Linked DNA regions of Danio rerio: region 1 is linked to region 2. A link is a contact called in public Hi-C data. All regions are on one chromosome and are shown on one strand. The core of a region is the stretch at or near the end of the contact, and the rest is flanking DNA. Distances in the headings are between cores, read along the strand shown. Region 1 holds the start of stx5a (syntaxin 5A). Region 2 holds the start of tmco6 (transmembrane and coiled-coil domains 6).

Region 1 (6,595 bases), core at 2,566-5,065, 140 kb after region 2:
TCTACAGTGAGTAGGTAAATTGTGTCAAAATGTTTTTGAGGGTTTCTAAAATAAGGCTGTGTTTTAAGTTATATTGTTGTTATCTTGAACTGTGTACTTGAAAGCTACATTGTTAGCCTCTCCTCGCTTTTAAGTATATTTATTTATTGGATATTGCATATTGCAATAATGTACAGATGCTAAAAGTTTATGCACATAAAAAACAAAAATTCCATCACCTCAGTAAGGTAACATGTACACAGAAATCAACACAGGGAATCACAAAAAATATGATACAAATAACTATCCACACACAAAAGCTCCACTGTCAGGTCCCAGGTTGTGAGTTTGTTGCTAAGTATTTTTCAGAGCTGTGTTTCCACCTATGAATTTATATTAGAAACAATAGAAAAGTTTGTGGTCATGAGATTTTAAAGTAGATAATAATTATAACAATAAAAGATTGGATCCTTTGGATTTTTGGTGTTGCCGACTTTGTTTTAGTTTTTTATAATTATTTTAAACTTTTTATTGAGAATTGACACAATATCTGCCTGTGTTTGACAAACATGTTTATATATATATACATACATATATATACATATATATACACATATATATATATATATATATATATATATATATATATATATATATATATATATATATATATATATAAAGAGTAAGTGTGTGTTCTTTTCATATGCTTATTTTTTAATTATTTGAAACTTTAAAAAATAAAATAAATATTTTGTGTATTTTGCTGTTTAGTTTTTTTTGCATGGTCAGCATTGAGGAGACAGAAACACATTTTACTGCAGCACTTTCTGTGTGTGTGTGTGTGTGTGTGTGTGTGCGCGTGTGTGTTAGTTCACACCCTGCTTCAACATTACCTGTAGATTTCTAACAAGCCTTAATTAGTTTGAGCAGGTGTGTTCAATTAGAGGTACAGCTTAAAGTTCCAGTCACACTGCTCTTTTCTCCCCTTAGACTTCCATTCATACGCATGTGAATGCTGCAGACCTGGAATGCTAGCTCATGTGAAAAATTTCACTGTTCGTAGCATTGGAAAGTTCAAACTTGGAGATCTCTGACCTGCGAAATCACATCATGTGATTGCTTGAGACCAATCAAAGATCAAAACATGACCTGTCTGAACAAAAATGTAAACTATGGACCAGTCGCTTGCTTTTTCAATCTCTAATTATTTTGTTTAATCCCACTTCTTTTCGCAGTGCCGTATGACAGAATTTTGCATGCTCAAACGTTAGTGTGACCGCAGCCTTACTGTGCAGACCTGTAATATGTAAGAAGATATTTATATCTGCTGATTTCTTAATTTTGTTATACATTTTATGTTGTATATTTGTTTGCAGCCAAAACAATAAAATACATTTGTCTAAATTTTTATGCCTTCTATTTTTAATAACAGATAAGAATACTAATTAATTTTAGTAAGACTATGACATACTATTAATGTGTATGCAGTATAATGCTGTGAGTTGTAACAGTACAGTAATTAACTGTACACAGTTTCCTGTTAGTTACCACTACTGCTCTATTAAAGTAATTAACTGGCAACACTGTTGCCTGCTACTCACTGTAATGGTTCGGTTACAGTAAATAACTGGCAACACTGTTGCCAGCCACTCACTGTAATGGTTCAGTTACAGTAATTAAATGGCAACACTGTTGCCAGTTACTTACTGTAACCAAAATTTTACAGTGAGTAACTGGCAACAGTGTTGCCAGTATTCTACTGTTAAAAACGCCCGGTAAGGTCTAACAGTGTAGGGTTAAGGGCGGGGTTAGGTGAGCCCATTAAAAAGCATTGGATGCAGCCCAGATTGCACAGCACCAGGTCTGCATCCAGACCCCTCTCGAATTACCAACCTACGTCACACATGACGTCAAACTGGTTCAACCACACATAGCAGTTGCAAAAATAGACCGGTTGAAATAGTAAAAATGTTGTGTTGTGCGGAATGATGCCAAATTTGAAAGTCTAAAAATAGAAAACTTAAATTTCACCGTACACCACACTGCTTTTAATGCCAACCGCAGACGTCTTTGGCTAACAGCCATCATAAGAGCTAAATGGAGTGAGGACCTAATTAAAAATGCTGGACTCTGCAGTTTCATATGAGGTAAGTTCACGCTATGCTGTACCACACACATTACTCGTTTTTGATTGCAGCAATGATTTTAGCAAAAACAGTTAATATGATTAATTAAACTGCAGACACTAAATGCTTAGAATGAAACGTAAAAATGTAAGTTCACATACCCTGTCGTACAGGTGCAGTTTGCTGTCAGAATGCAGTAGTTTTGCTTGTTGATGATTACCCAGGCCTTGTACAGTTCCGTCTTCTTTCCTTGTCTTTGGCTAGGGAGAACCTCAGTTTTTAGCACTAAAAAATTTTTAATCTGGTGATCATGGAACATTATATCTTGCACATGACCACACATAACAGATCTGTTGGCCTTCAAAGACTTGTAGGCCTTTAACTTCTCTCTTGTACAATCACTTGGAGTTTTAATGAAATAGTTGTATATTTGGGGCTGGATGCTTGGCCATTTCATCTTATCCAATATCCATTGTGGGGTGCTATCGCAAACGGACCTGTCAGATGAACGCCGCTCATTTTAACGTTAATTTTGCCAAATAACTGTGGTGGCAAGCTGTTATAATACGCAGAAAGCATTATGTAATTAATATATAACATGTAACCAATATAACTTATCTATAATACAACAGTAAACTCTGTACCGCATCGGATGTCATTCCCTTGCTGTAAATGCTAGCACTTCTAGAGTTTTTTTTCTGCAACCTCAATGCGCGCGCATCCTGAATGTTTACAAAATGGTAATTCACCGATAGTGTAGTAATGTGCAGAGCTTCATTTACAATAGACATCCTTAAAGGCAAATTTTGAACAATATTTAGATTTTTTTAACGCAGATTTTTGAATAGTTGCATCACTGCTAAATAATGTCCAATCCTAAGAAAGTACATATCAATCAAAAGCAAAAGCCTGTTTATTTATAAAGCTAACAAACTGACGTATATGCTGTATGCTTCGTGGTCCAAGGTCACAAATGTAAAACTCTGTTTTGCTATTTGAAAAGGTTGTTTTCAAAGCAGTTTCAACCCATTTGGTTTGTTATATGCGCAACTGATTTCAGTTTTAGTCAGCTTATATGATTTTTGATCACTAAAATCTTACTCACCCCCAAATGAGTCATTCCGTGATTTCCTTTTCGACACGTGCAGCTTATTTTGTAATTCCTTTGGCGACATCTGCTGGTGGTGTAGTGCGTTGAAATTTTACCGTCACTAAATGTAATCAAATCAATATGAATATCCATATAAAAATTCGCATCTTAGCTGTTGTATCAATTTCTGTGAAATAATTATTATTTTAGTTTCTATTATTTATTAAAGTAAAACAAAGATTATCAATGATGAACAGATGATGACCAATGGATGTTTTTTGTCTGTTGGACGTCTTAAGTTTTAGTAAAATGTAAAAATACATTGTACTGATATATAAAAATTAAACATAAAGGTTAAAATTTAAAGATTCCTGCTACTTTTTTTTTCAAAACTGACAATAATAAAAGCACCAGATCATCTAAAGCACCAAATGACACTGTATGGCGGTGATGAAATATTCAGCTATTATCCCCTGAAATAGATTAGCTTCTATTACCTTAAATATGTATTAACATAAAGTCTTTTAACATAAATCATAATTCTGCGTCACAAGTCACACTATCGAAAGGCGGCAGTGAGCGTGCGCGTTCGTGGACGTGGCAGTGACGTCGCGCACACCGGAAGCGGTCAGGACTGGAAGTGAAACCCCGACCTCCGTAAGATCGACTAGCCGGGAATACTGGAAAAAACGACGAAATGACACAATAACCGTGAGTAAACGCTTATAACTAATGTCAGGAATGTATTACCTTGTGGTCAATGTTCATTTTGCGTTATTACAGTTTAATATAAGACAGATATTGTCGAGTTGTGGGCCAATTAGCGCTCAGTGAACTGCGTACTGCTTGGCTGAAGACGATATCAGTTACTATGCAGACATAAACAACCCTTTAGAGACACATCTAGTCTTTATAATATAAAGGTATGTCATCGATCGACTACAACGAATTTTTGATCGGTGTTATTCCAGGTCTTTCTGTGAAGCCAGAATATTCTAGGTGGCCTATAATCCGATAACATGTGAGTTGAGTTTACTGACTGATGCTCTGGTTATTGTCGACGTCATCTATTGAGTTTACTTAAAAATTTCATATAGAAATGGCAACATGTAGTGTTGCCATATAATAAAGAGAACAGTATGGCAGCAGATCTTCTCTGTCAAGTAGTTTTGGATGTGGGAGTGACGTCCATATAGAAGTGTTTGCCTACTTAAATGACCTGTTAAAACCATGCTAAAGTGATAGTTCGCTCAAAAAATGAAAGTGTATTAACTATTTAGTCACTCTGAGATGGTGTTAAACCTTAATGAGTTTATTTTGAGCACAAAAGAAGATATTTTTAAGTAATCTGAAAACCTGTAACCATTGACTTCCATAGTGGAAAAAACAAATACTATGGAAGTCATTGGTTACAGGTTTCCAGTTTTCTCATTTGTATTAAAAAAAAACTCATTGGCTTGAAAGAAGTGAAGGAAGAGTAAATGATAATAAGTTTCATTTTTGTGTGAACTTTCCCTTTAAGGCTTATTGGGGTAAAGTTTAGAGCTGTATGATATTGGAAAAATCTATGGATGCACCGATACCATTTTTTGGAACCGATCCGATCTCGATACCATAATTTTGAGAATCGACTGATACAGATTCGATCTTGATACTATGTCGTGTTTTTTATTCTTTTTTTTCATTTACATAATACAGTTTGTAAAGCTCTGGTGATAAACTCAAATAATATATCTTCTTAAGTAGAAATAACACACCTATAGGCCTACTGTAGCAGACTAAACTAAACTATCTGAGGCCAGTTTTACTTACATTTTACATTCTCTCTCGCCTAAACTCAAGATGGAGAAACTGAAAGCATGTCTGAAATTGTTTTTTGTCCAACAAATATTTTTTTTTTAACTAATTTCTTTTGGTATAATGTGTTGGTTAATTTAATGTATTCTTGTTGGTCAGTTATCTTCAAAATAAACAAGAATATTTAAGGTGAAGTTCAAAACAAGGACCGCATGTATTAATGTATTATTATGCCTTTTCTCATTTAAAGTTTCAGATAGGTCTACTTTGTGTGAAGAGCAGGTAATAACCCTCTCTACTCCAGTGTTGTATATGCGATCTGCTGGTCTAACTGACACAGCGTAACATGATTAAAAAACAGCAATGATCTCCATGTTACAGGTCAAAATGAACCCAATTAATGCAAAACTAAATGCATTTCTCCACCGACTACTTACATTAACAGGAACAAATAGTCTTGGAGAGTTTTTCGTGTTGTCATGAGCAAGACACACAATTTAAATTGTGAATGATTGACGGGCACATTGGCGGGAAGCGCTGAACTGAACATGAATTTGCCCACTTAAATATTCATCTGTGCCTTACATTAAACTGTATAATGGCTTCAAAACATTTATGATATAGTAGGCCTACATGACAACTTTCTAGTGCCTTTTAATAGGCTACCTTCTTGGCTTTTGATGGCTTATAAATTACACAGAATATAGCGCACATGTAAGATCGGATTTGGATCGGTACCAGCTGGCCGATACCCGATCCAGCAAAAATATGTGGTATTGAACCGATATCCGATGCAAGTATCGATATCGATGAATCCCTAGAAAAATCTGACATTGCGATGTTTAGTTTTTCTGCGATATATATTCAGGGCTTGCAAAATCCTTAGGCTTTTTCTAGTTGGGCTACTGGATGTCAAAATCCTTCTCCACCTGCCCGAAAGGGTAGTGAAAGTAAAAATAAATTTCAATGCGTTTACATTTACTATATTTTATTACAAATTACATTTACTACAAATTTGATAATTATATATGTGCTGTGCTGCTAATACAGCAGCAATAGATCCACTTGTTTACTTGAGAAAAGCCACAATATAAACAATTGCCTCTCAAATAGCTTGCGCGCTACTGAAGCACACAAACACTCGTCACTCACACAGAGATCACACTGACACAAAGATTCAGATACAGAAATAGCCTGAGCTAAGCTTAAAATTTAATAATCATACGTGTTATATTTATTATCACTTTTACCTGTCTATAGCAGCATAAACTTAACATCCCGCACAGATGGTTAATTTCCTCAGCACCAAGGAATGACTTTTAAAACATTCTGGGACGATTAAAAAAATAACAAATATACATTCAATTCTTACTTTAGAACTGTAGAGTTTAACACGACATGTCTTTCTTTGGTTCGTAAACAAGCAGTTTCACGTCATCATGTTCACATCATGAGGCCTGTCTAAGCTATGCGAAATCTAAAATATCATATCTTTATGCAGTTACTCAATATTAAGATCAAGATACGTTAGTTAGTCAGTCAGACTATAAAGAAATAACTGTTCAATTAAGTGTTTAAATGATATGAGTGTGCGCGTCTAGAT
Region 2 (6,682 bases), core at 3,464-5,963:
CACAACAACTCAGTATTAAAATAATGCAAATGGTCTTACCAGACACCAAGTTTCCTCAGGTGCTGAATATGGTCCCTGTAAAGTATGAAGCTAATTTCTCCTTTTACCTTTCCTCCTTCTTTAATGGGATCAACAATGACAAAGTCTCCTAACAAAAAGAGAAACGTCAAATGTAAACAATTCAATTTAAAAACAGATTTAAAGGATTTTTGTGTGTGGGTTTGAGTAAAATCTTCAAATATCTTATTAATATATGGTTGACAGCTTATCTTCAAAATTTGAAACTGAATTTGTCATTCTAGAGCACATGTTTTTCAGAAAATGTAAATTAGTCAGAATAACAAATGTTTCAATGTGTTATAATTGAAAAATCAGTGTTACTCTACCAGATTTTGATCTATTGATTGCTTAAAACATAGATATTTTTATTGAAAAATGAATATGAACATGTATTCATTTTTTAAATTGTTTTTTTTTAACTGTGCTAAATTAAAACATTTTTATTTTGTGTTTGAAAGAAATGTCATATTTTGATAACATTTATGCATTCATTCATTTTGGCTTAATCCCTTTATTATTATGGGGTAGACACAACAAAATTAATCCAGCGGCCACCCAACACTTGGAAACATCCATACACACTCTTTCACACACACACACACACACTCATACACTACAGCCAATTTAGCTTATTCAGTTCACTAATAGCGCATGTCTTTGGACTGTGGGGGGAAACCAGGGCAATTTTTTAATATATAATAAATAAACTGATAAGTAAACTGAATAAATAAACTAAAAATACTCAACTAAAACCTGTAAATCCAAAGAAACTGATCTTTTATTCAGCTCAGCTATTCAGCCTATTGGTGCAAAGTAAAACAAACTCACCTCGTTTGATCCAGATGTTCTTGCGGAACTTAGTAGGCATACTGAGGAGAAAACGCTCGCCACTGCCAGTCACAGCTTCATGGAGGTTATTGCCATTACTTCCCAAGACCTGTGATGTGAAAGAGGTGTACAATTATTACATACATAGTATAATAAGAGTTCTGCAGCACCCAAAAACTACTCAAGTACCCTCATGATCTGCTGGTCTTCAGTGGGTGTGACATAATCCTCCAGTACTTCTTTGACTACGTGCTTGCGTTTGGTTGCCTTTGACATGGTGGATATATACCTCTGAAAAATCTGTCACCTGAAAAAAAACACGAGTTGAAAGTGCTTTCTGGAAAACAAATTTTGAAGACAAAACTTGTAGTTTGAAGTCTGACGTTTGAGGATATATGAGAAAATAACTTAATTTTTTGGGGGGGTTTTAAAATTAATTTAATAACTAACAGTAAAAACAATATGACTTGTTAATTTTTTATTTTTTTTGCCTTTATTTTAACAAAACAAAAAAAGAACAGAACAATGACCACAGCTTACAACCAACAAATTTCTTAACATCACAGCACATAATGAAAATCAAAATCAAAAAGAAGACATGAAAATACAGAGTAATAATAAAAATAGAAAAGTACATAAATTAACCAAAGTTTATGGTGATCTAAGGTTTTGCAAAAATCATATTCAAGGAACGGAGTCCAGAACTGATAAAAAGTTTTTCCCCTTGACCAGTGAGTAAAGTATTCCAATGACATAAGATCAAATATTACAAAATAACTTAATTATTTCAATCTTTTACTTTTCACTGAACTGTACTGTTCAAATTTCCAATGGTGAGACAGCAAAAATTAGGAAAAACAACTCTTAATAATTTACAAATTGCATGAGAGTGATTTATCTTCATTGTTTGACACTTATCTTAAGTGCTATTTATTTTATATGATTTCTTTTTCTCCATGACTTTTTGGACATTTTTGATAAATATGTGTGTCACACAAAGTACAACAAAATGTGACAATTCATTCATTCATTCATTCATTCATTTTCTTGTCGGCTTAATCCCTTTATTAATCCGGGGTCGCCACAGCGAAATGAACCGTCAACTTATCCAGCAAGTTTTTTACGCAGCGGATGCCCTTCCAGCCGTAACCCATCTCTGGGAAACATCCACACACGCACTCATACACTACGGACAATTTAGTCTACCCAATTTACCTGTTCCGCATGTCTTTGGACTGTGGGGGAAACCGGAGCACCCGGAGGAAACCCACGCGAAGGCAGGGAGAACATGCAAACTCCACACAGAAACGCCAACTGAGCCGAGGTTCGAACCAGCGACCTTCTTGCTGTGAGGCGACAGCACTACCTACTGCGCCACTGCCTAACCAAAATGTGACAATCATTCCAAAAACGTTCAATATGTAAAACATCCTGAGACACAAACTTAACAGATGCTCGTCATGTGCTTCAGTAGAATGAAGTTAAGTCTAGACGGGATACAGCTTCAGATATGCAAATCAATATGCCATCATATAGGTGACACTGTACAACAATAATTAATACTTTACAGTACATTGACTTTAAATACTCTAAATACAATATATTGGGTAATTTAATAAATATTACAAACAATTCTTATTAATTTCCAGCCACAGCTGTATCCCTTATAGCAACAACCCATCATTATGGGGTCTTTCAACTAATTCAAATGTTTCTATGGAATTGCCTGATTTAAAATGAGCATATGGTGTCACAAAACTATATGTGCAGTGACAAAATGCATCAAGTTCTTTGTTTTTAAACATATATGGATTAAAATAATATATATTTCCATTTACTAAAATGGCCACAGGCAACATGGTGGCTCAGTGGTTAGCACTAGCACCCTCGAGGAAGTAGGTCGCTGCTTCGAGTCCCGGCTAGACCAATTGGCATTTCTGTGTGGAGTTTGTATGTTCTCCCCATGTTGGCATGGGTTTCCTCCGGGTGCTCCGGTTTCCCCCACAGTCCAAAGACATGCGGTATAGATTGAATTGAATAAACTAAATTGGCCGCAATGTATGAGTGTGTGTGTGTGTGTGTGTGTGTGTGTGTGTGTGAGAGAGAGAGAGAGAGAGAGAGAGAGAGTATGGCTGTTTCCCAATACTGGGTTGCAGCTGAAAGGGTATCCTCTGTGTAAAACATGCTGGATAAGTTGGCAGTTCATTCCGCTGTGGCGACCCATAATGAATAAAGGGACTAAGCCAAAGGAAAATTAATGAATAAAATGGCCACTTGTAAAATTGAGGTATTTATGATTTTACAATTCTTTTATTCATTTCTAAGAGTTTATAAGTTAATTCATTGAACTATGCTTGTAACGGTCACACCATAGGACAGTTTTTGAGATTTGGTTTAAAATGTAACAACAAAAACTGGTTTATCCAGGGTTTCTGTAGGTTTCACAGAGTTAAATTTAAGACTTTTTAAGACCATTATGAATGAGATTTTAGATTCATAAAGTGCTAAGGGCTAAGGAATTTTTCAAATGGCACAGATGGAAAAGACTTTTATTTGACCTATTAAAAGAATTATTATAATTCAATACATTTAATAATAAATTAATAATAAAAAAATTAAATAGTTTTGATTTCTTAGCTAAATATTATAAATATTGTGTAAAAACAAGCAAGCTCTATTTGATGTATTCATACACTTTTTTTCTCTCCAACTTTTAACCAAATGTCACTGTAAGGAAAATAATTAAACCATTATCATAAATAGAGGTAAAATGACCTTTTTAATTAAAAAAAATGGTTTTATTGAGATGAATTGTTGGTGAGTGTATGGATTTTGGCCAGATTGAGTAGCAACACGTGAATAAAGGAAAATTAAGACCTGTTTAAAAACTATTTAAGACCTACAAAACAGTATTTTAGTAAATGTAAACTTTTTATGGCCTAAAGTTAAAAGTTTGATTTCGAGATTTAAGATATTTTAAGATTTTTAAGACCCCGCAGAAACCCTGTTTATCACAATTTACTACGTTTACAATGATAATTATTGTCTGTGACAACCCATATTTACCTTAGATTTAGTGTGAAAAATAGAATGTAGACTGCCAGGAATACACACATTTTTACTATATGACAGCAAATTATCACCTCAGGGCAGTGAAATGTGTATCAACAACAAACAAACCACTTCTTGTCAGTCACTAAGTTGAAACGCTAATATCAAGTAAACATTTAAGACCAAATATATACATTATAACAACGAATGCGACAGGATTATATATTCGAAAATCAAGTAACTTGTCTTGACACTATTATGTAATAACATTGTTCATAACATTAACGCATGCTGTAGGAACATGTGGCCTTCGTGTTGTGTGGGTCTGTGGATAAATAAAATAAAAGCCTTCGATTTCTATCGATTTATTTTTACTGTAAAATATACGATTTTCAATAGTCACTTACCTAGAAAATGTATAGTTAACTCTGGATGTACTCTGTGTTTATTTACTAATGGCATCGAGATTTATTGCGAGCGCCTACTCGAGTGTTCTTCACTACAGCGTGAAGCTAAAAGAGACAGAAGCAACCGAATCTGAAACAACATAATAAAAGCCACGCCAACAGTTTGGAGTACGAGAGACTGGTTAGTAGCGGGGTACAAAGTCACGATCTATTCATAATTATTTATAATAGTGATAATAAAAATAATGATAATAATAATAATAATAATAATAATAATAATAATAATAATAATAATAATACATTAACGTTTACATGGCAATCTCTTATTTTGAAAAAATATTTCGCTCTTCATGTATAACAACTGCAAATCAACAGCAAACCAGTATGATAGACGTTTTTTATAGAATGTAATGAGATAAAATAAAAAAAGAAGACAGGCTTAAAGTTTTTAAAGTTATAAGTTACAATAAAGAGCGCGTTTTCCGTTTGGATAGTAAGAATAATAAATATGTGGAGGCTGAAAACTATCCATCACAAAGCAAGTGCATCTGCAAGTGATTTAGAGGAGTTCAAACGCAAGAGAAGAGAATTTGAGAAAGGTATTGATGTTTGTTTTACTATTCTATATCAAAATTATATCATATTATAACCCTGTCATCTCTTAATATGCTTTATATATGATATTTTAACCTTGTCTTGATGTCACCTGTTTATCTTTTAGATGTGTTTAAACGTAGCCAATAATAAAACATAATATTTACATATTCATGTATTCACAGCTCTTAGACAGGCTCGGAAAGACAGACAGCTGGTCAGTAAGAGACTCCTGCAAAATGATGTTGAGGAAGAAGAGAAAGAGGAGGAAGAGTCTATGGAAACATGCTTTACTTTTCTGTCTTCTGAACAGGTATCTAAAGAGAAACAAATTGTTTATTTTTATCATAAAGAATATAGCTCATGTGTTGTATTTGTGGCATTAGGTGAAAGAGATGATACGTGGAGTCCAGATGGGCGGTGAGGAGAAAGCAGCTCGTCTGGCATCTCTAAGAAAAGCACTGAGAAACCCAGAGAACCAACTTGCTTTCATTAAGTATGACTACAAATCAACCAGTTTATTCAACTGGTCTTTAAAAGCAAATACCAGTGGATAAACTGAAAAAATAGCTGCATTAAGAAAACAATTTGCATATAAAATTGAAAATAAATATAGTTTTAGTTTTATGTATATGCACGCTTTTATTTTTAAAGATCTCTCTTGCTTTCCAAGACTTTATGTATTTGATCAAATTTACAGAAAAAAATGTATTTGTGAAAATTTTGAAAGAAAAGCTAATTTAAAATAACTTTTTTCTGTTGCAATATGTTATGCCACAAAAAGTTTAAGCAAACTATTTTCAAAAAATAATAATAATCATTCATAATAATCATCATAATAAAATGTGAAAATATATACATTTATATACAAACCAGTTCTTCAAGTAAAACAATTTTACTACTTTTCTGTATCACTGAATTTGGAGATAAATATATTTTTGATCAGTTAATTCAGCCTCGATGAGAATAAGAAAAGGTTATATGATATATGAAGACTGATTTGTCAGCAAGATGCTTTTGATCATTTAAAATACAATAACATTTAGTATATGATGACTTTGTATATTCTAATTGTAATTGTAATACTCATAATAAATATGTTGTTTAACTTTTTCAAAAGTGATTTCAAACATTAAAACACATATATTATGCTTTATACATCTATCTACAGCAATTCATGTGTCTTTAACATGTATTCTCCACTTCACTTCCTAATCTGCAATTGCCTCTCTGGCTATACCACTAACTGCACTCAAAAAAAAAAAAAAATTACTAATGCTCTCCTTCTTAGACTTTACATACCTGAAACTTGCCTATAGCACTTATTCATTGTTGCTCTTATAGTTGTGTAAATTGCTTCCTTGTCCTCATTTGTAAGTCTCTTTGGATAAAAGCGTCTGCTAAATGACTAAATGTAAATGTATTTAAAGCAAGATTAAATTATTTTTAATTCTGTTTTAAATGTATAATGAAATGCTTATTTGTCAGCCATGTGTACTGTTCTTCCTACAATATTGTGTGTGTTTTTGTTCAGATCAGAGAACAGCATGCACATGTTGATTGGGCAGCTCAGTGCTCATAATGCTCAGTGTCAGCTGGAAGCGACTCGCTGTCTCCACCAGCTGTCCCACTCTTCTCATCCCAGTGTTAGTCAGGCCTGTGTGCCAGCCGGCCCATACCTACTCACCTACCTCTCCAGCCAGAGCACACAACTAACAGTGAGTGCACCACCACTTCATATC

What was found. A called contact is a pair of places that touch in the nucleus more often than the background predicts.
Region 1: a contact with region 2 is called in a Hi-C map of hematopoietic stem cells, with 3 times the contacts expected there. The contact joins the promoter of stx5a here to the promoter of tmco6 in region 2. A contact is called at or near these places in 5 of 18 Hi-C or Micro-C datasets (caudal fin, embryo, hematopoietic stem cells and 1 more) and 1 of 4 datasets of contacts at active chromatin or transcription factors (caudal fin).

What each region holds. Positions count from the first base shown.
Region 1 is chr14:9,139,540-9,146,134 of GRCz12tu, forward strand. stx5a (syntaxin 5A) reads left to right here and starts at 3,816. Exons shown (of 11, transcript NM_001002333.1): 1 at 3,816-3,906.
Region 2 is chr14:9,001,069-9,007,750 of GRCz12tu, forward strand. It overlaps tmco6 (transmembrane and coiled-coil domains 6), which reads left to right and starts at 4,714. Exons shown (of 13, transcript NM_001089537.1): 1 at 4,714-4,945; 2 at 5,126-5,253; 3 at 5,327-5,436; 4 at 6,475-6,658. The coding sequence starts at 4,855. eif1ad (eukaryotic translation initiation factor 1A domain containing) reads right to left here and starts at 4,389. Exons shown (of 5, transcript NM_200468.1): 1 at 4,347-4,389; 2 at 1,078-1,195; 3 at 889-997; 4 at 40-148. The coding sequence starts at 1,164.